Linked DNA regions of Mus musculus: region 2 is linked to region 1. The links are chromatin contacts, called in public Hi-C maps. All regions are on one chromosome and are shown on one strand. Each heading gives the region's core, a stretch centred on a gene start, on an enhancer-like site or on the middle of the called end of the contact. The rest is flanking DNA. Distances are from core to core; before and after follow the strand shown.

Region 1 (5,839 bases), core at 513-3,012:
GCTAGGAATTATACAGTTGATCAAAGGAAGACTGGATTAAAACTAAATCCAGAGTTTCAGAGTCGGAATTCCCTGAGGTGGACTGAGCGCGTGAGCAGCACAGGAGTTACTTCTTCACCAGCTAAACCAAGCCCCTAAAAGTGCCTCCCATCTCCCTATTAAAACCCTAGGGTATCATTTTTAGGGCAAAGACTCTACAACGCAAACGTCTAGCGGATTGCCCAATATATTGTTTGTGTTTTCTTTCAGTTCCGCCTTGGAAGAGAATGTTTTAAACTTTTTGGGGGGGCGGCGGGAGGCTGGTTCGATGTGAAAGAGAACCCTACCCTTCCCATTATTTCTTGGCTTCAGTCTCCCAGGAAGACCCCCAACTCTCCCGCCCAGATCTTTTCCCCCAACCAGAGAGCTCTTAGCCTCTAATGCTGCGTCTACCCTTGATGGTATGGTTTGCCAAAGGGCCAGGGGGTGCTGGGTAGCACAGAAGAGACCAGGAAAAATGATGACTCAAACTGGGCGCCCCACACACAAACCCACACCTCCCTGCTTACGGTCCAAACACCCGTTGAGAACCTATATCACCAATTTCTGCTTTAACTGCCTTCCCAAGGGCCGAGGGCCTGTGGGATCCAAAGTGGGGGAAGTTTCTAGGACTTTTAAGGAAACTTGAAGGAGCTTCTGCCCAACACACTGTGACACTATTCTTCTCCATTCTACCGGAGTGCTATACACTCTGGAAGCTCACCCTCTTGCCCAGCCTGACTGTTCAAGGCAGCCTCCAGGGCCCAAGCTCTCACCGACATGCTCCCATGAGCGCCCTGGGATTCGGAAGCCGGGGCTCCGTCTGGAAAAGTCCTGTGAAAGCATTCTGGCAACTACAAACCACTCTGAGGGGTTCCAATTGACGGAGCCCAGAGTGAGCCGAAGAAGTCTTTGAATATGCTTTTGCGCTAACTCATGGACACCCAGGCTACCGAGACAGTTAATTCTTCTTAACTTTGACTTTCAGATGGCGGAGGTGGGGATGGGGGCAAGCATAGGACTCTTCTGCAGACCCCGAGTACCTCGGAGTAGTGTGGGATCACAACTGAGACCCACCCGCCCACGTACCAGCTCCAGCCCCAGCCCCAGCCCCGATGTCGTGCAGAGGGAAACTAAAGGGAGTCTGAGACGCGGCTGGAGCTGGGTGAGCCGGCCGCGGCGGTCTCATTAGAGACATCTCAAAACTCCTCTCAGCCCACCCCCAACACCCCCCTCCCGCCTACACAGGGGGAGCTGAAAGCATCACTGAAGGCTCGGAATTCCAGCGTAAAAGAGCAGTTTTCCCCTTTCACAACGTTCGGACTTTGTCCCTGGAGTTACTCAGTATGCGCTTCTGCCCGGAATGCGATCCCCATACCCAGATCCATCTTCTCTAGGCCCGCTAGGACCCGGCACCCCAACTGCTGTCCTTGTCGTTTGGTCTCCCCAGGGCTCCACCTAGCACGCCTCTCCCCGCGGTAAAACTCGTGGGCCGGGTTCCCCGAGAGGAGACAGCCTCCAAAGGAACTCCTAATACCATCCATACAGCTTTAATGCGCTTATAATTCGATAAGTGATTTCAATTTGAAATTGTTAGTAACTAATTTTATGGGTAATTTTTCCACATCAAATATTTAAGCATCAGATTAAGGGCGCCAGTTCCGACGCATGATCATAAGGGGGTTTCTTCCCCCCCCCTCCCCCCCGCCCCCTCAAAACACACTGCCGCGCTCCGCCTCCCTCCGGTCTCCTACTGCGTCGTTTTTCCAAATCCCCAAAAGGTGGCAGTAGAAGACGACTTTCCTCTTTTCCTGCGGCTCAAAAGAAAGGACAGGGGTGAGGGGCTGGGGGGGGGGGGGAGCGGCGGGGGGAGGGGTGGGGCGAGAAGAGGGCCAGGAGGGACTGGACGGTGCCAGGACTTTGCAAGCTGAGCCTTTAACACGTTTCCACCACCGCGCTAGCGAGAGCAGTGGCGAATTTCCTGGAGACGTCTCGGGCCACGGCGGCGCGCCCGGCGGCCCTGGGGTCGGGGTGCGGGCGACTCGGCACATTTGCACTCAACCCTCAGCCTCGTACAAAAGCGGGAGACGCAGAGAGGGACCCACCGGCTTCTTTCCATTTCTTTGTAGTTTAATATTGTCAATACTGTACAACCAACCTTGGCTCCTCGAGGCCGGGCTCTTCGAACACATAAGTCGGGGGGGGGGGCTGTTAATGGGGGGGAACTGGGGAGGGTGGAGGGAAACTAGGGGCGCAGCGGATGAATTGCAGACCAGTTGCCAAACTTTTTCCCCCTGCTGCCGCTGCTGCGGCTGCCGTGGCTGCAGCCTTTGCTTTGAATGTGTGTAACTAGGAAACAGCAAGCCGTCTGAGAAGACGGAATTTCCAACGTGTAAAATGTTCTTAACGGAACCATTGAGCGAGTGCAATAAGGCGTGAGGGGGAACTAATCTTCCCATTTAAATGTTTGTGGCAATTTTATCTAAATGAATTTTAATGCTAAACGAGGGTAATTCCCCATTTGTAGCGCGTTTGCTTCTTTCCTGTGCTTCTAAAGCAGTCGAACATCGTGCAATGAACAATAACAATAAAAATACTTCCAAGGCATATTATTCATTTTGAATGTGTTATAATTACATTTGATTAAATATGATCGGGTAACATTTTTAAATTTTTTGTAAAAGAAACTTAGTCATACTAGTCTCATTCAGCCAGCGGACTCCCCCCACCCCCCCACCCCCACCCCCAAAAAAGAAGCCTGTATAATTGTGTGCCCTGTTTAGGGGAGGGCGTTTTGTTTTTGTCCTTTAAGAAACATCAAAACCACTCTCCACACCTCTATTATTTTCCTCCTTCCGATAAGTGTCGTCAATAACCTCAAAGCTGGCTCTGAAATTTACAAGAGGAAAAGCTAAAACAGAATTAAACGGGAGGGTGTCAGGGGCAGGAACAGAGAGACCTGAGGAGCAAGGCTCGCACAATCCTCACTCCGAGGGGGGAAACCATGGCACAAAAGCTTGCTTTATTTTTTTCTAATTCCTAGACATTAATGATCATGATTCTTTTTAATCTCCACATTCCCCAGCCCCCCTTTGCTTGCGCTCACTCTTCCCCTCCACCCCCAGCCTCTCCCCCTGTTCTTTTCACCACCCTCTCCTTTCCCCCTCCTCCCCCCTCCCCGGCTTTCTCCCCACCCCGCCCCCTCCTACCCCAACTAGGCTAGAGCCTCCAGGATAATAAAGGCTGACTCACCGGGCTTGTACTGGGGAGGCAGAAGTAAAAGGACGGTTAGTTTATAAAGTTTATTATTATTTTTAAAAGTAAATAAATGGTTGTTAACTGCAACTAACCACCCATCAAAGAAAATGATTTCACTAATATGGACTCTTATGCAGTCGTAGAATTGTCTCGGGGCCAAAATAGGAAAGTTAAACAGTCCCATCTTTGGGGGGGCGAGCAGGGCGAGGTGGGCAACAGCTCTGAGACCAGGCTGCAACCTCTCTCACGTTCTCTCTCTCTCTCTCTCTCTCTCTCTCTCTCTCTCTCTCTCTCTCTCTCTCTCTCTCTCTCTCTCTCTCTCTCTCTCTCTCTCTCTCTCTCTCTCTCTTCTCCCTCCCTCCCCCACCCCCTCTCTCTTCTGCACACCCACGTGTCAGAAACAAGGCCCCATAAACAAAAGGTGAGAGTGCACACCTCTGCTCCTGCAGGTGAGGCAGTGACTCACCATTACCATTACTGAGTAGAGCCAACCCACAGCTGGTTTCTCTTTCCAAATAGAAAACAGGATTGCTGTGGGCAGTTTATAAGGTGACAAGGGTCTGAATGTCAGGCTAGAGTTTAAGGCTTCTGACTCATCCTTTGTTCCCAAAGCAACCAAAAGGCTGTTTTCTTAAAAAATTAATTTGCCTTCATTAAAATATTTGGATATTTCCCTTAGCTTTATGAAGCACTTTTTAGAGCAGCGATTTTATTTAAGTGAAATTATAAGCTATTGCAGCTTAAACATGTTATTTTGAACCATTTAGCTGGCTGCCATGCAGAAATTCTGTACAGCTGTTCTGGAAAATTGGTTAATAACCAGTTTTATCCAATGAGAACATAGAGCATATTTATAAAAATTAGATTTTGAAGTCTGGTCTCTTCAATTTTATATAGTTAATTTCTTAATAAACATGTACTGCTGGCCCTAGATAACATCCCTGGCAAAAGGCTGACTGTGGGCTTCAGCTCTGTCACAGCAGGATTTTACTGATCATGTAGGCGACTAATACTGAATGAAGTCTGAGGCTACAGCTAGCTTAGTGACTTTAACCCTTAATTTTGTTGGTATTACCAATTCGTTAAGTCATCTTAATCCAGTAGTTATTGTTAAATAATTTACTCAGTGGTTACAATTTTCAAATACATATGGCCCAGGGAGCTAATTGTTTGTTATCATTAAAAATGCTGTACTAATCATTAAAAGTTTGAGGGACACATCTTGTAAGCAGTAAAGTCAGAATGACAAAAAATAACCTTTTCATTCTGGAGTCTGACGTCATGACTGCACTCAATGACTGAAGCTGGACCTGGAGTTTGCATACTTTTAAATGCTAAGATAGGACACAGTGTGCCATGACTGTTATTAATAATTAGCTCCTTGTTTTCTTGATAGAAAAAGGCTATTGACAAGCATTTTTTATCCACAACAAAAAGTATAATTAGCGTACCCCACTCAGTTAACCTTATATGCATGCCACCTTGCACTAATCTGCTACTTTCACAAAAAAAAAAACAAAATAAATGCAATAATACAGTTCATCTTTCCAGTCCTTTTTGCACAAAATTTATTTACAATGTCTACATAAATGCTCCAAGGTGGGACTATGGAAAAATACACACATGACCAATGCTTTGCTGAGAAACAAAGTCAACATATTAAAAAATAAATCTTCAGTCTATGTTTTTTGAGCTGCATAAAACAGGAAGTGATGTATAAGGTGATGGTTGTTGTTGCATGGGGACGATGATGCTTGATGTGACAGTTAGGCTTCTAAACACACACGGCCTTTGGGTTTCCATGCCTCCTCCTACCAGTCTCCTTAAGACACTGCCTGCAACAGCTGATTAATCATTGTTGGTGACTGCAGTTTTTCCCATCCTTCCCGATTTACATCTGTTCAGGCCAATTCAAATATGGTGAGTAAATGAATTAGACATGCAAATTCAAGCCCCAGGCTAGAAAGAGGGAGAGGGAGGAGAAGAGAGAGAGAGAGAGAGAGAGAGAGAGAGAGAGAGAGAGAGAGAGAGAGAGAGAGAGCGCACGCACATGGCTGAAATCCTAGGCAAGAAGAAAGATTCTTCTGCCTGATAGTTATTTTAATGCTCTAAAAATCCTGCAAATCAGACCTTCCTGTCCCTTGCAGGATAACTGTAAGGCTTTTTAATGTAAGGAGGCTTCTGGAGGAAGTGAACAGCTATGGAAACAACACACATAGTGTGGAAAAATTTCACATTTTTTTTAAAAAATCTATAAGAAACAACGTAATATGGATAACAGTATAATAGCATTTACAATATTTCACTCTTTGTTCTTTTAATGTCTTATATAGTTATTTTTGCATGTCCCCCGAGTTGACTTCGGATGGTTCTCCTGCATTTTAAGAGTCCCTATGAAGAACTAGGGATGCTCCTTGGTCCAAAGTAGATGTCAAGAATGGAACTCCATAGTCCTTGCAGGAAAAGACCTGATTCGAGATCAGTCACCATTGTAGACAACGCATATTCCCTTAAGCTACTGAGCGTGAATGTCCATGACTTGTGCACTCATTGTCGGGTCTCC
Region 2 (5,259 bases), core at 1,050-3,549, 240 kb after region 1:
TCTGCATGTGCGGGCCATACTCCTCTTATTATTATCCAGTTGAAAAAATCCCCAGCATAGCAATGCCTGAGAAATGAGCGGGCAAGCCTACAGAATGTGACACTTATGCTAATCTGCGCCCTGCTGTGGAAAAACACACACAAGGATTCCATTACCACATTCATTAGGCTGCAGCACACTCTATCCTGAATAGGGATTATGAACTAGAATTGGATGAAAACAGTCAATTGAGCCTACTTAGTTAAAATGCTCTGACATTGGCCAAATATGTTGGCATAGGATCATCAGCTCAGACTTTAAAGAGGACATTAGTGGTTGGAAGTTTGTCCTTCCCTGGAGCTGTCATATTCACCAAGTTACTACACATGTCATTGGTTTAGACAGTGAACACTAGAAACAACAGTCTGTCTAAGGATTGGGTTTGGGGTCATTGTTTGAAACATGTCCCACTCATCCTGTACACCTGTTGGGCAGTGCCTGGCATTCGCTCGCCACACTTTCTTCCTTCTTACAGTCAGATGAACTGTGAGTGATAACACTATATAGCTAGGAAAGAAATTAGAATCAGACACAAACACCAGTTCAGCTTGCCCAAGTCTCCTCACCTTGGTTTTGGGGTTACTGGACACAGTTGTCACCTATCAGCTTCATCTTCCTGTAGGGGCAGGCATGTTTGCCATGGAGCTAAGACTCTGAGCTGAAAATATTTTAAGCATTGTCAGAAATAATCAAGAAAGCAATGCAAGTGTCTGCTTGGGAAACATTATGGAATCTGGCTGTGCAGGCAGAGGGAAGAGATTTAAGTCCATCCATGTATATCATTAAGAAGATAATAATAAAAACCTTCTGTGGAAACATGTTTTCAGCCTTAGGTTCTAGGAAACTATTTGTCTGGGCGTTTCTTTTTCAGCTTAGAAGTGTAACACAAAGTTCTTATGGGAAACTCTACCCAGCATCTTGATTTATGTCAGTTATGTGTTCCTAAAAAGCTGAAGATAAATCAAACTTCAGTCTTGTGAACTAAATTGCTCCTGGGCTCTTCTTTTGGCCAAGGTAACCCTGCGAGGAATTCTCCTCGGTCTGTGTACAGCGAAGGGTATAATTTTGTGCCCTACTCTTTGGTTTATCACTGAGCTGATATTATCTAAGTTTTCCTTAGGATGCTTCCCAGAAGTGAATGGATGAAATAATGAAGCGGGAAGCTGGGGAGCCCCCAAGCTGAAGTGCCTGGCCCTTCTGCTCCCTCTCTTGAGAAAATGGGACTGTCAGAGAACAGTGAACCTCATTTTTCTCTGCACAGGAAAAGTATACTAAATCTGTTGACTTTTCTTTTTGTCCTTCCCTTCCCCACCTTCCCCCCCCCCTCAGAGATAGGGTTTCTCTGTGTAGCCTTGGCTGTCTTAACTTGATCTGTAGAGCAGTCTGGCCGGGAACTCAGAGATCCACCTGCCTCTACTTAAAATAAAGGTGTGTTCCAACACCTGGCTTCTCCCCTCCTTTCCTCCTCTGTTACTCCTACCTCCAGCCATGCTTTCTGTTTTTTACAGGATCTCAGTAGATTGTAGCTGGCCTTGAACTCGCTGTGTAGCTGAGAATGACCTTAAACTTCTGATTTTATTTCTTATCTCAGCCTTCTAAATACTGGGCTTCTAAGTGTGTGCCGCTGTGTCTAACTTACTTTTAGAGTTTTCTATCCATAAACCCCTAGAATGGCTTGGGATGCCCATAAATGTAGGGGGAAGACATAGAGCCAACATTCCTCAACCCTGTGCTGCCCTGGAAATGGTACAATCTACATGCAGCACAGCGGTCAATGAGAAATTGTTTGCCTATGACTGATGCTGCTCCTGCTGCATGTGGCTCTGAAGTCTATCCTGCCCTTGGACCTGAAAGTGCCTCTAAAACAGAACCAGAAGTGTAGCCTGTTGGGGGGGGGGGGAGAAAGAGCTGCTGGAGAGGCTTTGGGGTGTTCCCCTCCACATGCTGTGCCTGCCCCGCCTCACTTTTCTGGAACATCCACTTAATTGAGTCTATTGCCCCGTGTCCTCCAGATCCCTGGGACACCAGCAAGCATCAAGCAGGTTGACAGAGACTCTGTGTTTTTCCAGGCAAGCACAGCCCTTTGCACCCAGATTGTAACACAATCTTTCCTGTCTGGGGCTTCGGGTACTACAGTGAAAAACTTTGAAAATCTCTTTTATCATTCATCGTCCCCAGACTGAAATCATTTTTGACAACCTCTACAGAAAGCAAGAGGCACTCTGGCTGCTGGCAAGTCAGTTAGAGGGAGGGAACATGTGTTCACTGTCAGCCAAAGCTCCAGAGAAGGCCTGACAACCCTTTAACCCCGGTTCCCAGAGAAAGGACCCAAATGTTTATTTGGAACAAAGTTACCACATTATCTTAAGCATCTTTCTCATTTACTGTGTTTTGTTTTTTCCCAATACAGCAGCCTTACTATAACAGTCCTCAGCCCTCCGTCTTTATTGTGGGAAGCAGCAGATCTGTGTTTGTGTCCTGCCAGGGAAGACTAGAAAAAAGACGATGGTTCATGACTTTCCTTTATGAACTAAACCCTCTTTTCATTTCAGTTTTAACCATCTGACCACAGTTTAAATACCAACACACCAAGGAGTTCACTCACCTCATACAGTGATTCTTCAAAACCAGCCAAGAAGCCGCAGGAGTGAAATTTTCTGAACAGTAGGAAGGCTGCCTAGCCGGCATCCTTAGCATGCTGGGCACTGACACAGCTGTGGAAATGGTTGTGAACCTCGAGGTCTGGAGCCAGAAATGCCTGTGTATTGCTTAAGGCACATGTTACCAAGCAGAACTATTTCTACAGTCCCTAGTTCTTTATAGAACTATTTCTATAGCAACCAGGCTGGAAGAGGGGTGGTGGGGCACTGTAATACCAGAAACTGAGTGTTAGGGGTATGTGTTTGCTTTTTAAAAAGATTGTTTTAATACAGCAATGTTGAAATTACATTGAAGAAAACCCAGCTCTTGGCTCCATAGTCTGCAACCTTGGTGCTTTTTCTCAGTCCTGTAGACTCTGGTGGATAAGGCAATTATTAGTATGTGTGCCCCTGTGTCTCTCATTTTCAAGACCACCAGTGTCAAGGAGGTGGTGGCTTAGAGAGGAAGTCCTGTGGGCACTACCTGGCTCTCTCCAGGGTATCAGAGAGCAACTCTTGCCTCTATGCACTGAGATCTGAGACCGTGTCTCCTCCGCCCCCGGATGCTGCTTTTCTCTCCTTGCCCCCAGTCTGTTTGTCTGTCTCTCTCTAGTGGCTTTTCATGTTGATTCTAAATTATGTTTTTAGTGAAACAAAACTTTGATGACATTATCCATTTTGTGTAATGTTAAGAATTTAACCCAGGGCTTCAAAGATATTAGGTGAGCTCTCCACTAGCTGTAGCCCTGGTGACCCTAATTTGGTTGTTTGGTTGATTTGGCTTGTCTGTTTTCTGATCCTGCATTGGCCTGTTGCTCACTGGAATTATAGATATGTACCATCATCAACTGCCGGAATTCACCACCGTTAACTGCTGGGATTATTTATTTTAAAATGATTAAAAGTTTAAGTATTGTGCAACCACAACTTGTATCTTATCCCCCAAAATTTTTCATGACTCTAGAAGAAGACTATATACCATGAAGCAGTTCACCATACTTGTCCTTCCCCATATCCCATGTAAAGACTAATCTATTCCCAGACGCTGAAGACTCTTATGTTTTGTTACCTACTTTATAGTTAATAGAAATAAAGTCATGTCCTATTGCATCTGAGGCTATACTGGAGCATTAATGAGAATTTCACTCAGCCAATTCCTTTGCATATATGTGCTATCATCTGTCTATCCACACAGCCACCAGTGGACATCTGGGTTTGCTATTGTGGATGTTCTGCCATGAGACATCTGGGAACATGTCTGTGTGAGCACCTGTTACAAGTTCTAGGAATGGAATTGCTGGGTTATGTTACCATTCTCTGTGTTTCTTTTTGAAGAGCTGCCAAACTTTGTGATTAAATCATTTGATATTCCCGTTACCAGTGCATCTGAGTTCCCATTTCTGTGTAAGCCTCCATGGCTTTGTTACCTTTTCATGAAAAACAATTCTTCTAGTGCTGTTAGTAGGTGTGAAATGGCAGCTTTCAGTCTCATTTCCCAAATGCCTAGCAATCTTCTCATGAGCTGATTGAACATCATGGATGATTTTGAAGGGAAATGTTTTGCCAAGTCAGAGTTTTTCATTTGATTCTCTGCTCTGCCGTTTTGTAGTTAAGTTGTAGCAGTTCCCACACACCCTGAAGCTGGAACTCTTCTCAGGCAGGTAGTTTTGAGTTCCTTCCACATTGCAGTGTGTCTTTCCATCTTTTTGATAATGTCCTGTGATACACAAAAAACTTAGTTCTGGTGTAATCAGCTGCTTTATGTGGTTCTCTCTCTCTCTCTCTCTCTCTCTCTCTCTCTCTCTCTCTTTCTCCTTGGTTTTTCAAGACATGGTTCCTCTGTGTATCCTTGAAATTCATAGATAGGCTGACCTTGAACTTAGAGATCCACTTGCCTCTGCCTCCCAAGTGTTGGGATTAAAGACCTGGGCCACTACCAACCAGCTCTCATATGTATATTTTTTTGCTTCTGCTTTTAGAGTGTAGCTGAGAATAAATTGCCAAATCCAAATTCATGAAGATTACCTGTGTGTTTTCTTCTAAGAGTTTTATAAGTCTTGCTCTTAGATTTATCTTTGATCAACTTAGAATTGAAAATTGCTCATGCTCTAAAGTGGAGTCCAGCTTCATTCTGGTGCATGTGGTTGTCTGGCTGTCCCAGTAATCTTTGATGAACATTCCATCTTTCTTTTATTGAATGAATATTTTATTTATTTTTATTTATTTATTTTTATGTATTTATTTATTTTATTTATATTTATTTATAATATTTTATTGAATATCAATTGGCCATAGAGACACAGACTTTTAAGACTCCAGCCAGTGTCATGTTACCATACTTATTAAAATCATAGTAGCTTTTGTATTACATTTTTAAATCAGGAAGAATGAGACTCTAAACTTCCCAACAGCTCTCCTGATAAAATTCTAAGCTCTATTTCCCGCTAAGTCTTTAGGCTTAAAACCTGAAAACATCTTCAACCATGCCATCTATATCAGTGGTTCTCACCCCTTCTGATGGTAAGACACTTTAGTGCAGTTCCTCATCTTATGGTGACCCCAACCATAACATTATTTTCAT

What was found. A called contact is a pair of places that touch in the nucleus more often than the background predicts.
Region 2: a contact with region 1 is called in a Hi-C map of uterus, with 3 times the contacts expected there. The contact joins the enhancer-like site here to the promoter of 8430419K02Rik in region 1. A contact is called at or near these places in 10 of 484 Hi-C or Micro-C datasets (3T3-L1-derived adipocytes, LSK cells, adipose-derived mesenchymal stem cells and 4 more), 1 of 115 datasets of contacts at active chromatin or transcription factors (embryonic stem cells) and 1 of 9 other capture datasets (embryonic stem cells).

The regions. Positions count from the first base shown.
Region 1 is chr11:18,875,848-18,881,686 of GRCm38.p6, forward strand. It overlaps 8430419K02Rik (a long non-coding RNA gene), which reads right to left and starts at 1,763. Exons shown (of 4, transcript XR_003949854.1): 1 at 1-1,763. It overlaps Meis1 (Meis homeobox 1), which reads right to left. Exons shown (of 12, transcript NM_010789.3): 12 at 4,581-5,839. The coding sequence ends at 5,792.
Region 2 is chr11:19,118,327-19,123,585 of GRCm38.p6, forward strand. No RefSeq gene overlaps it. Among named protein-coding and RNA genes, the nearest start is that of 4933406G16Rik, 56 kb to the left of the region's middle. Within about 2 kb of position 2,300, at least 17 of the 459 cell types and tissues checked have an H3K27ac peak or open chromatin away from gene starts, as enhancers often do. A contact at or near this core is called in uterus, where this site is marked.